4 separate regions of the Mus musculus genome follow, and regions 2, 3 and 4 are each linked to region 1. The links are chromatin contacts, called in public HiChIP or PLAC-seq maps. All regions are on one chromosome and are shown on one strand. Each heading gives the region's core, a stretch centred on a gene start, on an enhancer-like site or on the middle of the called end of the contact. The rest is flanking DNA. Distances are from core to core; before and after follow the strand shown.

Evidence for each region. HiChIP or PLAC-seq counts read pairs in DNA pulled down with a chosen protein or histone mark.
Region 2: a contact with region 1 is called in an H3K4me3 HiChIP or PLAC-seq map of bone marrow-derived macrophages, with 2.4 times the contacts expected there. The contact joins the enhancer-like site here to the promoter of Sec23a in region 1. A contact is called at or near these places in 5 of 39 promoter capture datasets (the C10 cell line, the HPC-7 cell line, liver and 2 more), 3 of 484 Hi-C or Micro-C datasets (CD4 T cells and pre-B cells), 17 of 115 datasets of contacts at active chromatin or transcription factors (the 230-238 cell line, the SCID.adh cell line, bone marrow-derived macrophages and 11 more) and 4 of 9 other capture datasets (adipose tissue, liver, macrophages and 1 more).
Region 3: an H3K4me3 HiChIP or PLAC-seq map of embryonic stem cells shows a contact between it and region 1, with 11 read pairs. The contact joins the enhancer-like site here to the promoter of Sec23a in region 1. A contact is called at or near these places in 9 of 39 promoter capture datasets (the C10 cell line, the HPC-7 cell line, hematopoietic stem and progenitor cells and 6 more), 2 of 484 Hi-C or Micro-C datasets (nephron progenitors and peritoneal macrophages), 10 of 115 datasets of contacts at active chromatin or transcription factors (the SCID.adh cell line, bone marrow-derived macrophages, double positive thymocytes and 4 more) and 3 of 9 other capture datasets (adipose tissue, liver and pancreatic islet).
Region 4: an H3K27ac HiChIP or PLAC-seq map of regulatory T cells shows a contact between it and region 1, with 8 times the contacts expected there. The contact joins the enhancer-like site here to the promoter of Sec23a in region 1. A contact is called at or near these places in 9 of 39 promoter capture datasets (the 3T3-L1 cell line, the C10 cell line, the HPC-7 cell line and 7 more), 7 of 484 Hi-C or Micro-C datasets (the C10 cell line, LSK cells, astrocytes and 4 more), 15 of 115 datasets of contacts at active chromatin or transcription factors (the 230-238 cell line, the SCID.adh cell line, bone marrow-derived macrophages and 10 more) and 4 of 9 other capture datasets (adipose tissue, embryonic stem cells, liver and 1 more).

What each region holds. Positions count from the first base shown.
Region 1 is chr12:59,010,695-59,013,414 of GRCm38.p6, forward strand. Sec23a (SEC23 homolog A, COPII coat complex component) reads right to left here and starts at 1,323. Exons shown (of 20, transcript NM_009147.2): 1 at 1,152-1,323. Gemin2 (gem nuclear organelle associated protein 2) reads left to right here and starts at 2,697. Exons shown (of 10, transcript NM_025656.5): 1 at 2,697-2,720.
Region 2 is chr12:59,197,443-59,200,162 of GRCm38.p6, forward strand. No RefSeq gene overlaps it. Among named protein-coding and RNA genes, the nearest start is that of Fbxo33, 21 kb to the right of the region's middle. Within about 2 kb of position 1,384, at least 33 of the 459 cell types and tissues checked have an H3K27ac peak or open chromatin away from gene starts, as enhancers often do. A contact at or near this core is called in bone marrow-derived macrophages, pancreatic cancer cells and trophoblast stem cells, where this site is marked.
Region 3 is chr12:59,171,754-59,174,473 of GRCm38.p6, forward strand. It overlaps Mia2 (MIA SH3 domain ER export factor 2), which reads left to right. Exons shown (of 30, transcript NM_001368839.1): 23 at 772-839; 24 at 2,353-2,435. Among named protein-coding and RNA genes, the nearest start is that of Gm24233, 39 kb to the left of the region's middle. Within about 2 kb of position 1,323, at least 5 of the 459 cell types and tissues checked have an H3K27ac peak or open chromatin away from gene starts, as enhancers often do. A contact at or near this core is called in embryonic stem cells, where this site is marked.
Region 4 is chr12:59,150,243-59,152,962 of GRCm38.p6, forward strand. All of the region lies in intron 14 of Mia2 (MIA SH3 domain ER export factor 2), which reads left to right. Among named protein-coding and RNA genes, the nearest start is that of Gm24233, 18 kb to the left of the region's middle. Within about 2 kb of position 1,414, at least 13 of the 459 cell types and tissues checked have an H3K27ac peak or open chromatin away from gene starts, as enhancers often do. A contact at or near this core is called in regulatory T cells and regulatory T cell precursor, where this site is marked.

The DNA.
Region 1 (2,720 bases), core at 73-2,572:
AATGGAGTTGCTTGTTAACCACTAGTGAGCTGGGGGTTGAGATGAAAGGTATGTGGGTGTGTTACAAATCGTTGTAAATAGGTAATGAGGCACTGTGTGTGTAAGTGTATTACAAGAGGTTGTAAGCCAGTAGTGAGTTCTCTGTGTGAGTGTGTGTTTCTGTGCCCGTGTATGTGTGTGTATTCATGTGGATGAGCAACCAGTGCTCTTAACTTCTGAGCCATCTTCCCAGGCCCAGTTGTAAAATTTCCAATGAAATAGACTGAGTAACAAATTTTTGCTCTTGGGCAATAAACTTCTCTGGCCTTCAAATTTCACATCAGTTATGTGAGAATTTTGGGGGCAATAATAAAATTGGTCATTGAAACAATTAAAAAACAAAGGCCCTCTGATGATGCTGGAAAGAAGGAAGATGTTAGTATACATTTAAATTTAAATTTCTTTCAGTAAATGTGCCTAGCTATCCGTGGTTTAGGGTGGGGTTGTGTTAAGACAGGACAGAAGTTTAGCTGACGAGATGAATTAGACATCTCCAACTCTACTCTACCTATGGATTTATTTACCTCTTCCTGTTCCTCTCCCACAAACAGTAAAGCTCTACAGACAGAATAAATGCCCCAGTGCATGGTATTGCTCAGTTCTGAAACCTGATCATTAATAATCAAGGCCCCAGGCACTAGCTATACCTGGTGGTTTTTTCTTTAACCTTTATAAGGCCCAAGGCCGAATTACAGGTGATGTAGTCACCTGGGTTCAAAGTCTAGGGCACTCCTGGGCAGTCAAGAAACGAACCTAGAGGCCCCAGGGCACAGGAGCCTTGGGCAGGGTTGGCAAAGCGTGTCACCCAGGAGGTGGGGGTGGGTGCAGAGCCAGATGCTCAGACCCTCGGTCTCCATCCTGCTACGGTCCTTCCACCTAAACTAAGAGGACTAAAGACGAGGGCGCTCCGTCGCCATGACAAGCACAGGGTTCAGCGATCTCGGTTCGGCGCTGGGCCACAGCCTCCGGCACGCCCCGCTGCTTATGCGAGAGCACAGCCGGGACAGAGCCAACAATCCTGACACTCCGGCCCGCCGCCCGCCTCCCAGCTCCGACTAAGACCCCGGTGGAGCAGAGGTGGCTGCCACGCTAGTCCTTACCACAGTACCTACCTAGAAGCTCCGTGACGGCCACAGCCTCCGCCTTGCACAGTCGTCAGTCCGCTCCAAAGCCCTGTAGCAGCCGTGGCACCGCAATCAGGGGCGGCCCCGCCCCGCCCCCGGCCTCTTGGAGGGCCTGGGCCAGGACAACATGGCTGGTGCCGCCTCTGCCACGTCAAAGGGGAGGAGGCGGGGAGGGGCGACCAGCGAAGGGGCGGGAACAGTCCCGGAAGAGGCGGGGCGCGCAGGAGGTAATGGGCGCGTTGAGTGGCGGAAAAGATGAACCGGGAGTAATAAAGAGGGTGGGGCGAGCGTGAAAGACGGCCAAGCAAAGCGGAGGGCGGGGACAATTCAGGAAGGGGCGGGGCTAGCAGGAAGCGATGCGATAGCCAGGGCGGTGGAGGAAGGGAGGTAACCGGAGTAATAAAGGGTGGGATGTGGCCGCTCGAGGCCGTGTGTAGGATTAAGGTTAAAATACCTGACTAGGGCATTGCTAGCCCCAGAAAAAAAGAAAAAAAATGTTAACCACCAGATGTAGCTTTCACGTCTACTGTTTGCTTGAACGATTGTTTTTGTTTTCTAGTATATAGAAAAGGCTCTTGCAAGTTTTTTTCCTGACATTGTATCCGTGTCCAAAGAGGAGAAAGAACGAAGCACGAGTTAACAATTATTTGAAGTATTCGCTAGAAAATAGATGCTCGGATTCTCCTCTAATTTTGGGTTTTCGTCTGTGTGTTGTCAAGAGCCAATGAGAAGGCTTGGCTCAGGGACCTCACTTGCCTAGAACTCATAAGGCAGAAAAAGAAACTTTACTCCCAGAAGTTGTATTCTGACCTCCTCACCGACCCACAAGCAATCGCAAAATAGTAATTTTAAAGTTTTTAAGTATCTCACTCGGCTAGTGGTGATGGTTCATGCCTGTAATCTCAATAGTCAAGGTTAAAAAAAAAAAAAAAAAAAAAAAAAAAAAGGCAGCCCAGCTTACGTTACACTGCAAACTGTAGACCCTTCTAAGCCACAGAAGAGACAGTCTCAAAAACCTAAAAATTATCCTCGTGTGATACTTGGTACTCCAGAAGCTGAGGCCAGGGGATCGGATCACTACAAGTTTGAGACTCCTTGAGCTACCTAATGAGTTCCAGAACAGCCTCAACTAAACTTTAAGATGCTATCCGAAAAAGTGAAAAACAAAACAAAAAGTTCTGCATTCATCCACTCTGTTCCCCGCGAAGTCAGAAAGACACCACCCTAAGGGGTTGTAAGATTTAGACGAATGTAACGTGTTTACAAATGGTTAAAGGCTTTAGTACTCTAAAAATGACGATTATAGCGATATTGTTCATTAATTTTAAAAATATTAAAGATTTCAAAGTTCATCCTCAGTCCCTGCCGCCTACCCAAGCTTTAGACGAGAAAATGGGATTAGACAGAGCGACCTAGAAACTCTTCAGGAACCACTTCTGCCAGGAATTATTCTCGAGCGCTACATTCCACCACCGGTGCCATAAGCTTGATGCAACCAGCAGGTTTCTTGTGTGGCTCCGCCCCCTTGCGCCTGTAGCCGGTGGCCTCGGCGGAGGT
Region 2 (2,720 bases), core at 134-2,633, 190 kb after region 1:
GGGTCCATCTGACCGCCTGCATCTTCGTCCTCATTAATTGGCCTTGGAATTGGACAAGAACATTAAGTTTCAGTTTGCTCATTCAATGGAGATGAGATGATAGCAAGTCCAGGGCTGCTGTGAGAATTGAGTAACCGAATACTTACTCGAGCATCTAAAGCAGTGCTTCACACACAGTCAACAATGTACTTTAGGTACTTTGGTGGGTCCGACTTTTTCCTTACATTGTTTCTATTGGGTATTAAAAGTCACAGGGGTGGAGAGGTAACAGACAAATACAATGCAATATTTATATACTGATTTAACCATCACATTATTTCAGCCTTGGTGCAGGCATGCTGATAAGCTCTGTGTGCTTGCTTGTAGGTGCATGACCCTAGGCCAGTCTCTCCTGTCTGCTCTCATCGACTGCAGACTGAGGAACTATTAACAGGCTTATCCGAATTACGAGCTAAAGGGAAGTATGGATGGCTCTTCAGGGTGGCATCGTTGAGGAGGATCTCACCCATCTCTATCTACTGTCTTGTGTTTACTTCTGCATCTTTTGTAGACTGCACCAAATCCCTTACGTGGATGACAGCAGCACTCTAAACTGCACTCTCAACTGCAGGGGCCTTTTAAACTTTAATGAGGCATGACTGTCAGAAGTTTGTATATGCCAGGAAGTGTTGGCACATACCCTTAATCCCAGTACTTTGGAAGCAGAGGCAGGCAGATCTCTGTGAGTTTGAGACCAGCCTGCTCTACACAGTGAGTTCCAGGATAGTCAGGAAGACACCCTGTTTGGAAAAAACAAAAAGTTTGTACATACTTTAACAGATGAGATGATCAGCCCAATCAGCTTAATTAATGTATCACAATGTTAATTTGTGTGTACATCAAAAAGATTTGAGGTATAATGTTAGCAAATTTGAAGCATACATTACCGTATATATAAATAAAAATATAAAACTACAGTCTGTGGTACATGGCCTAACCTAAGTCTATCTGTATCCTTTAACCAGAATTGTTTTTCTTCAATCTCCACAATGTTATAATTTAAACCACCCGTTTGGAACTTTCCTAAAGCAACTGCTAGTGACTGATGCCTGCACATGAGAGGGAAACACTTTATCATTAAGGTTTATTTTTGGATCAGTAAAAAGGCAGTTTAGATCACCATGTTGCAAACAGTCAATATTTATATTTTAAAGATCTTATTTGTCTAGAAGCTGTTAAGCTAAAAGCAGCTGAGATTTTCAAAAAGGGGAGACCAGTATGAGATAACCAAGTCCTACTCTATTTTTGTTACTTTCTTTTGGTTTATTGAAACAGCATTTCTCTGTGTAGCACTGTCTGTCCTGGGAGCTCTGTAGACCCAGCTGGCCTGGAGCTCAGAGATCTGCCTGCTAGGATTAAAGGCATATATCACTAAGTCCCATTCTTACTTAACATATGATATTTACTTAACATATTACTTAACATGAGATAAGATATGGAAACAGAAGGAGCTTGTGTTGAAGCAGGTTGAGTCAGAACTCAGCCTTTGCCTCTTTCCCAGGAAGCTGGTCATCGTACGTTACTAAGTCCTTCCCTTTGCACACGGGTGGGTCCATTTACACAAACATGCTGAGTCATTCAAAGGCAGACGCAAAAGACACTAGATGACTCCAAGAGGAATCAGTGCCCACAACAATAAAGGATGGAAAAAAGAAAGAAGCCATCTTCTTTTTCCTTGAATGAAGGCTGTTCATTTCAAGGAGCAAGAATGGAGATTGTATTAAGATAGCAATATTAAGACAGCAATATAGGGACTTAACAAGTATTTAAAAGGGGCAATCATTTTTGCATTTAATAAAGTAACGTTAAAAATAAGTGCCTTTAAGTTTGCAGTATCAGTAAGGTGTACTAAACGCACAAGGACGATGGGATTTTTTCAGTATCTTTGCATTTTCTTTTGATGGGTCTCAGGTAGCATGGAGTCCACACTGTCTTCAAACTCACTATGCCACAGCAGGTGACTGTAGTGGTTTGAGTAAGAATGGCCTCACTAGGCTCAGGTTTGAACACTTGGTCTTCAGTTGACAGAACTGTTTGGGAAGGATTAGGAGGTATGGCCTGTCACTGAGGGTGGGTGTGGTGGTTTGAATGAGAATGGCTCCCATACTTGAATACTTAGCTGTGTAGACTGTTTGGAAAAACTGGTAAGTTTAGCCTTGTTGAAGGGGGTTTGCGGTTGGGTGCTGGCTCTGAGGTTCAGAAGTTCATGCCAAGCCAAGTCACTCTCTGGCTGCCTGCCCTATGCTGCTGTCTCGAACTTGTGCTTCAAGATGTGAATTCTCAGGTGTCCCTGCTGCCATACTTTTTCCACTGTCATGGACGTTAACCCTCTGAAACCGTGAGACCAATGAAACAGTTTCTTTAATAAAATGCCTTGATCATGGAGTTTTGTTAGGGCAACTGAAAAGTAACTAAGACATTGAGCTTGACTTTTGATCTTCCTATCTTCACTTTTCAAGAGCTGGGATTATAGGGGTGTGTCATAGTGCTTGGCTTAGTATCTGTTTTTAAGCTTGCCTTTTCTAAAAGGGAAAGAAAATAAAAATCTCTAAACTATGCAGCCTAAGTTTTTTATTTAAACATAGACACTCACCAGGGCGTGGTGGTGGCGGCGCACACCTTTAATCCCAGAACTTAGGAGGCGGAGGCAGGCGGATTTCTGAGTTTGAGGCCAGCCTGGT
Region 3 (2,720 bases), core at 73-2,572, 160 kb after region 1:
AGTGGTTGATGGTTATAGACTATTAGCTATTTTTCTACCTTTGCATGGTAAGCCACTTTTTGCATTTGATCCATTTAATATTGTATATATTCTGTGGCTAAACTGTAGAGTCCATAGAATGGTTGAAAAGTATGTAGAACACCATATATTTAGCCTTTGTTAATAAATAGACTACCAACACAGAAAAACAAACACACACACACACCACACACACACACACCACACACACACACACACACACACACACACACACACACACACACACTCAAACACACACACACGTACATATACACACACACATAGTATTTGTACATTGTTCTGTACTTAATAGATGTGCGGTACACATTGATTGTATTTAGTTATTAGAAACATGACCGCTGTTGACATTCTGTGAAAGTGTTTGTAGTTTCCCAGAATTATGGACATAATGACCATGTGTTTCCATTGACTTTCCTAAGCTTGTCTGCCAGCATGCTTCTTATGATTGGATATGTACATCATCAAATAATTCTAGGCCCTGATTTTTATCTAGACAGCAATATTCATTAACAAGTACCTGTTAGAGTCCAGATTCATGCTTTTGACTGGCATGAAACTCATTCCTCTATTGAATTATTTCCCCAAATTTAAAATGTTTTACATTGAGTTTAATAGATACAGATTCATATCTATTTCCAGTTATGATATTATATGCTATCATGCTGATATTTCTGTTGCTCTTAGATTTAAGTTTATTTAGATAAAATTTCAAGTGTATTATTTTTCTTCAAGCTGGCAGCTCGGACTCTTGAAAGAAATCTCAATGATTTAAGAAAAGAAAATGCCCACAACAGACAAAAGTAAGTGTCTTTGTGGGAATACTTTAAAAGCTAGAAATAGTTTCTTCATTATATAATATTTATATAAAAATAAATAAAAAATTGTAGTTCCCACAGAATCTCTTATGAAATATCTAGTTTTACTAGGTGAAAAGTTTTATTTATTTTTTGTTTGTTTGAAATGCTTTTTTAGGCTACTACAGTGGCACTTTAAAGAAGCTTTTACAAGTTACACTGTAAAAAGTGTAACTTAAATTGCTGGGCGGTGGTGGCGCACGCCTTTAATCCCAGCACTTGGGAGGCAGAGGCAGGCGGATTTCTGAGTTCCAGGCCAGCCTGGTCTACAGAGTGAGGTCCAGGACAGCCAGGGCTACACAGAGAAACCCTGTCTTGAAAAAAAAAAAAAATTAAAGAGCTCCCAGGGCCTAAACCACCAACCAAAGAGTACACGGAGGAAACCCTGGCTCCAGCCCACATGTAGCAGAGGCGGGCCTTGTCGGGAGGAGAGGCCCTTGGTCCTGTGAAGGCTTGATGCCCCAGTATAGGGGAATGCCAGGGCAAGGAGGCAGGGGTGGGTGGGGGAGCACCCTCACAGAAGCAGGGGGAGGAGGGGATGGAATAAGAGGTTTTTGGAGGTGGGAGCGACCGAGAAAGGAGATAATGTTTAAAATGTAAGTAAAGGAAATATCTGATAAAAAAAATTAAACCAGTATGAGTGGACAGAAAAGAGAGTGTGTGAAAGAGAGGGTGTGTCTCTCCCGCACAGTGAAGCTTAGAACTTCTTGTTCTTCACTGTGGGAGGATAAAGTGCTTATTGTCTCAGCCCGCGGGTTGCTGTTGTTGGGAGTCAATGTTGTACAGAAGGAACAGTGAAAGAAAGAATAAAAGGGACAGGTAAATGCTCTTCTCAGGCTGGCAGCAGTGAGTGTTGGGCTGGCCTGCCAACTGTACTTACAGCATCAGTAAAAACTAGCACCTGCTGGCTTGTAACTCAGAAATTAAAGTCAGACAGTTGTATTATTCTAGGTGTAAGGTTCAGGTACTAATAACATTTGTTTAAAAATATGACATTTAAAGATACAAAGTTTAGAAATAAAGTAGTAGAGTCACTTAATGGGATTTCCAATTTCCCAAGGGCAGTATAGGTAACTCAGGGGCGGGGTTCTGTGCTGCAGTGTGGCCTTTTCATTTACAATGGGTCAGTTAAACTCCCCGCCTCAGTTTCCTTTGTTATAAAATGATATATTTGCATTGGTTCATCTTGAATGGTTCTCCTACTTTAGAATGTAGACTCTTTGAGCTATCGCTACCAGTCTAATTTTAAAGAGCCAATAGTTCCAAAGGTCAGTGCTCCGACAAGAAGCCAGTCACCCCAAGTCAGTGTGCGGTTGTGGCAGGCATCTGGGCAGAGCACGTGAGGCCCTCTCTCTCTGCAGATGTTGAGTTTGTGAGAGCAGCTGGTTTGGAAGAGGCCTTTGGTTAAAATGTGTTTCTTTTGGATGAGTAACTAGAGATGTTTGTTCTTTATTTGCAGATTAACTGAAACAGAGTTTAAATTTGAACTTTTAGAAAAAGATCCTTATGCACTTGATGTTCCAAACACAGCATTTGGCAGAGGTAGTCTTTTTTTTTTAAACCCCTTGTTTGAAATACATATTATATATCTTTAATATATATATATATAGCATATATAGTGTACATTAGTGTAAGTTAACATTTTCAGTTAACAGTACTTTGTAATTTGTAGCCAGCTTTCTATTTGAAACTATTTCATTAAATCTTAAGTTTCTGGGTTTTGTTTTGCTAACAATAATGAAAATGATTGGTACCTCCCCTTTTCAGTAGATCTCAGGACAGATATTTAGTGTTGTCAACTCCTTGAAAAGCCCAGTGCTCTTAATA
Region 4 (2,720 bases), core at 164-2,663, 140 kb after region 1:
AGCCAGTGCTCTTAACTGCTGAGCATCTCTCCCCCAGCCCCCTCCCTTCCTTTCTGTCTCTTGTTTACTCTTTCCCTTCCTTCCTTTCTATTGATATGCATATGGTGTGTATGTGTGTGTGTTTTGTGAGATTGTGTTATGCCTTGGTGTTGGTCCTTGCCTTCGCCTTGTTTGAGACAGAGTCTCTGTCCTTTTTCTTTTGTGTATGTCTTGGTAGCTAGTCTGCAAGCTTGTAGGGATTCACCTGTCTGCCTTCCATCTCTCCGTAGGAACACGAGGATTATAGGTATTGAGCTATCCCTCTGGACTTTATGTGAGTTCTGGGGAATTGAACTCAGGTCTCGATGCTTGATGGCAAGTGCTTTTACCCATCTCCCCAGTGTAGTAGCGTGAAAAGATTCTCTAAATAATAGTCTCTCTGAGCCACTTGCTGAGACTTGATTATATATTCTGTGTTGACCAACGTTTTATTTTTCCTATTGTTAATAATTGCTTGGTTTTCTGTAATTCATATTTGTAATTTTTTCCTCTATGGTCTTTGAGAGGTGGAAATGTCATGACGCTGACTGCTTTGGCTAATTGGTTCATTTAAACTTGTCCCCCTTTTTTTTTGGAGACAGTCTCCTAGTGTAGTTTAGGGTGGCCTAGAACTCACTGTGTGATATTCAGCCTCCTAACTGCTGGCTTTATAGGCATGTACTACTGTGTCTGCTGTTGTCTCTTCCTCTTCTCTACGCTCCTGTGTATGTCTGCTGCTGTCTGTCCTCTTCTCTACGCTCCTGTGTATGTCTGCTGCTGTCTGTCTCCTTCTCTATGCTCCTGTGTATGTCTGCTGCTGTCTGTCTCCTTCTCTATGCTCCTGTGTATGTCTGCTGCTGTCTGTCTCCTTCTCTATGCTCCTGTGTATGTCTGCTGCTGTCTGTCTTCTCTCCTTCTCTATGCTCCTGTGTATGTCTGCTGCTGTCTCTCTCCTTCTGTATGCTCCTGTGTATGTCTGCTACTGTCTCTCTTCTCTATGCTCCTGTGTATGTTTGCTGCTGTCTGTCTTCTTCTCTATGCTCCTGTGTATGTTTGCTGCTGTCTGTCTTCTTCTCTACGCTCCTGTGTATGTCTGCTGCTGTCTCTCTTCTTCTCTATGCTCCTGTGTATGTCTGCTGCTGTCTCTCTCCTTCTCTATGCTGCTGTGTATGTCTTGAGTGTAGATAGATGTGTACATGTGCAGGGCCTTTGGAGACCAGAGGCATCAGATCCCTCACAGAAGTTGATTTGTAGGCAGTTACAAGCCAACTGATACATGTGAGGGGAACCCTGCTTTGGCCCTGGGCAAGAGCAATAGTCACTCTCAAACCCTGAGCCATCTCTCTTCCCCTCATTGTCTTCGTGAGGCTGCTTCTTGGAAACGTAGATCCTCTTGGCCTGTTGAGGTGTTCTGTAGATCGACTGGGCTTCTGTTGTTCTGAGGCTCACTTCACTCAGCTGCTAAGAAGTCTTGTTTTTTCTTGTTTTAAATGTTCTGTTTCCTGTATCAAAGACTTGCTTTTTTGTAGTTGTTTTGATTAAGCTTTCAGATAAAGAAGCACTTGGAAGTAATTTCGAAGAGGTTTATAGCTGAAAATTCTTATCTTTCACTTTTAAAAAAAGATTTCATTTTTAATTCATTATTATTTTAATTACATGTATGTGTGTGTCTTTGTGGTCATGGTTAAGGTGTCCTCAGAGGCCAGGAGAGGGTGTTGGATCCTCTGGAGTTAGAGTTCTAAGCCGTTGTGAGCAGCCTGGTGTGGATGTGGGGAACAGCTCAGGACCCCTTGGGGAAGAGCGCGTGGTCTCCACCTGCACAGTTGCTCCAGCTCCGGCCGCCGTTCACATTGCTGCTACCGTGATGACGCTCCTCTTGCTGCCTTTTCTTTTTCATAGAGTTTGGCCTTGCTGTGTGGTCTTCTCTTTCCACTCTGTGGGGGCTTCTTTGCCTTTTTTGTTTCTGCTCTTTTTGCTTCACAAACTTAATACTTAATGCCCCTCCCTCACCCCAGGGTCTCTCTTTGTAGCCTTGGCTGCTCTGGAACTCAATCCGTACACCTGACCTTACAGAGATCCTCCTGTCTCTGCCCCCAAGCACTGGGATCCAAGGTGTTGAGTTTATCTCTGCTTCTCTCCTGTCTCGTGGTTGAGGACATTGATGTTCTTTATGTTGCCTCGTTTCTTGTGCGTTATTTTCTGTTTTACCTCAAAGGCTCACTTTATTTTCAGATATTCATGGCTGTTTATTTAATTATGAAGCAGTCTGAATTCAATGGGGAGATTTGAGAGTGTCCCTGGTGTTTCTTTTTCTGTATTGTGATATGGTTAAGGTGCTTCTTTGATGCTCCCTAGTTATTGGTATCTGAAGATTGTTTCCATAGAAGTAATTCTGCATCAGTTTCCCTTTGGGAGGAGTTAGCTTTTTCTAGCAGTCTGCAGCTCAGTGAGGTCAGGAGAAGCAGTATCTCTCACTGCTCAGCAAGTCGGCTTCTGCCTCAGCTCTTACATCTTCTGTATGTTACTCCTACTTTCCTATCTGGTCAAGTTATCCCAGAATCTCAAGTTCCATATTTCCAAAGAATAAGTGTTTTTGACTCTGTGTGTGTGTGTGTGTGTGTGTGTGTGTGTGTGTGTCTAAAATCAAGATAGATAGATGGATGGCAGAAAAGGAGAGGATGTGTCTATGCATGTTCTAGGAG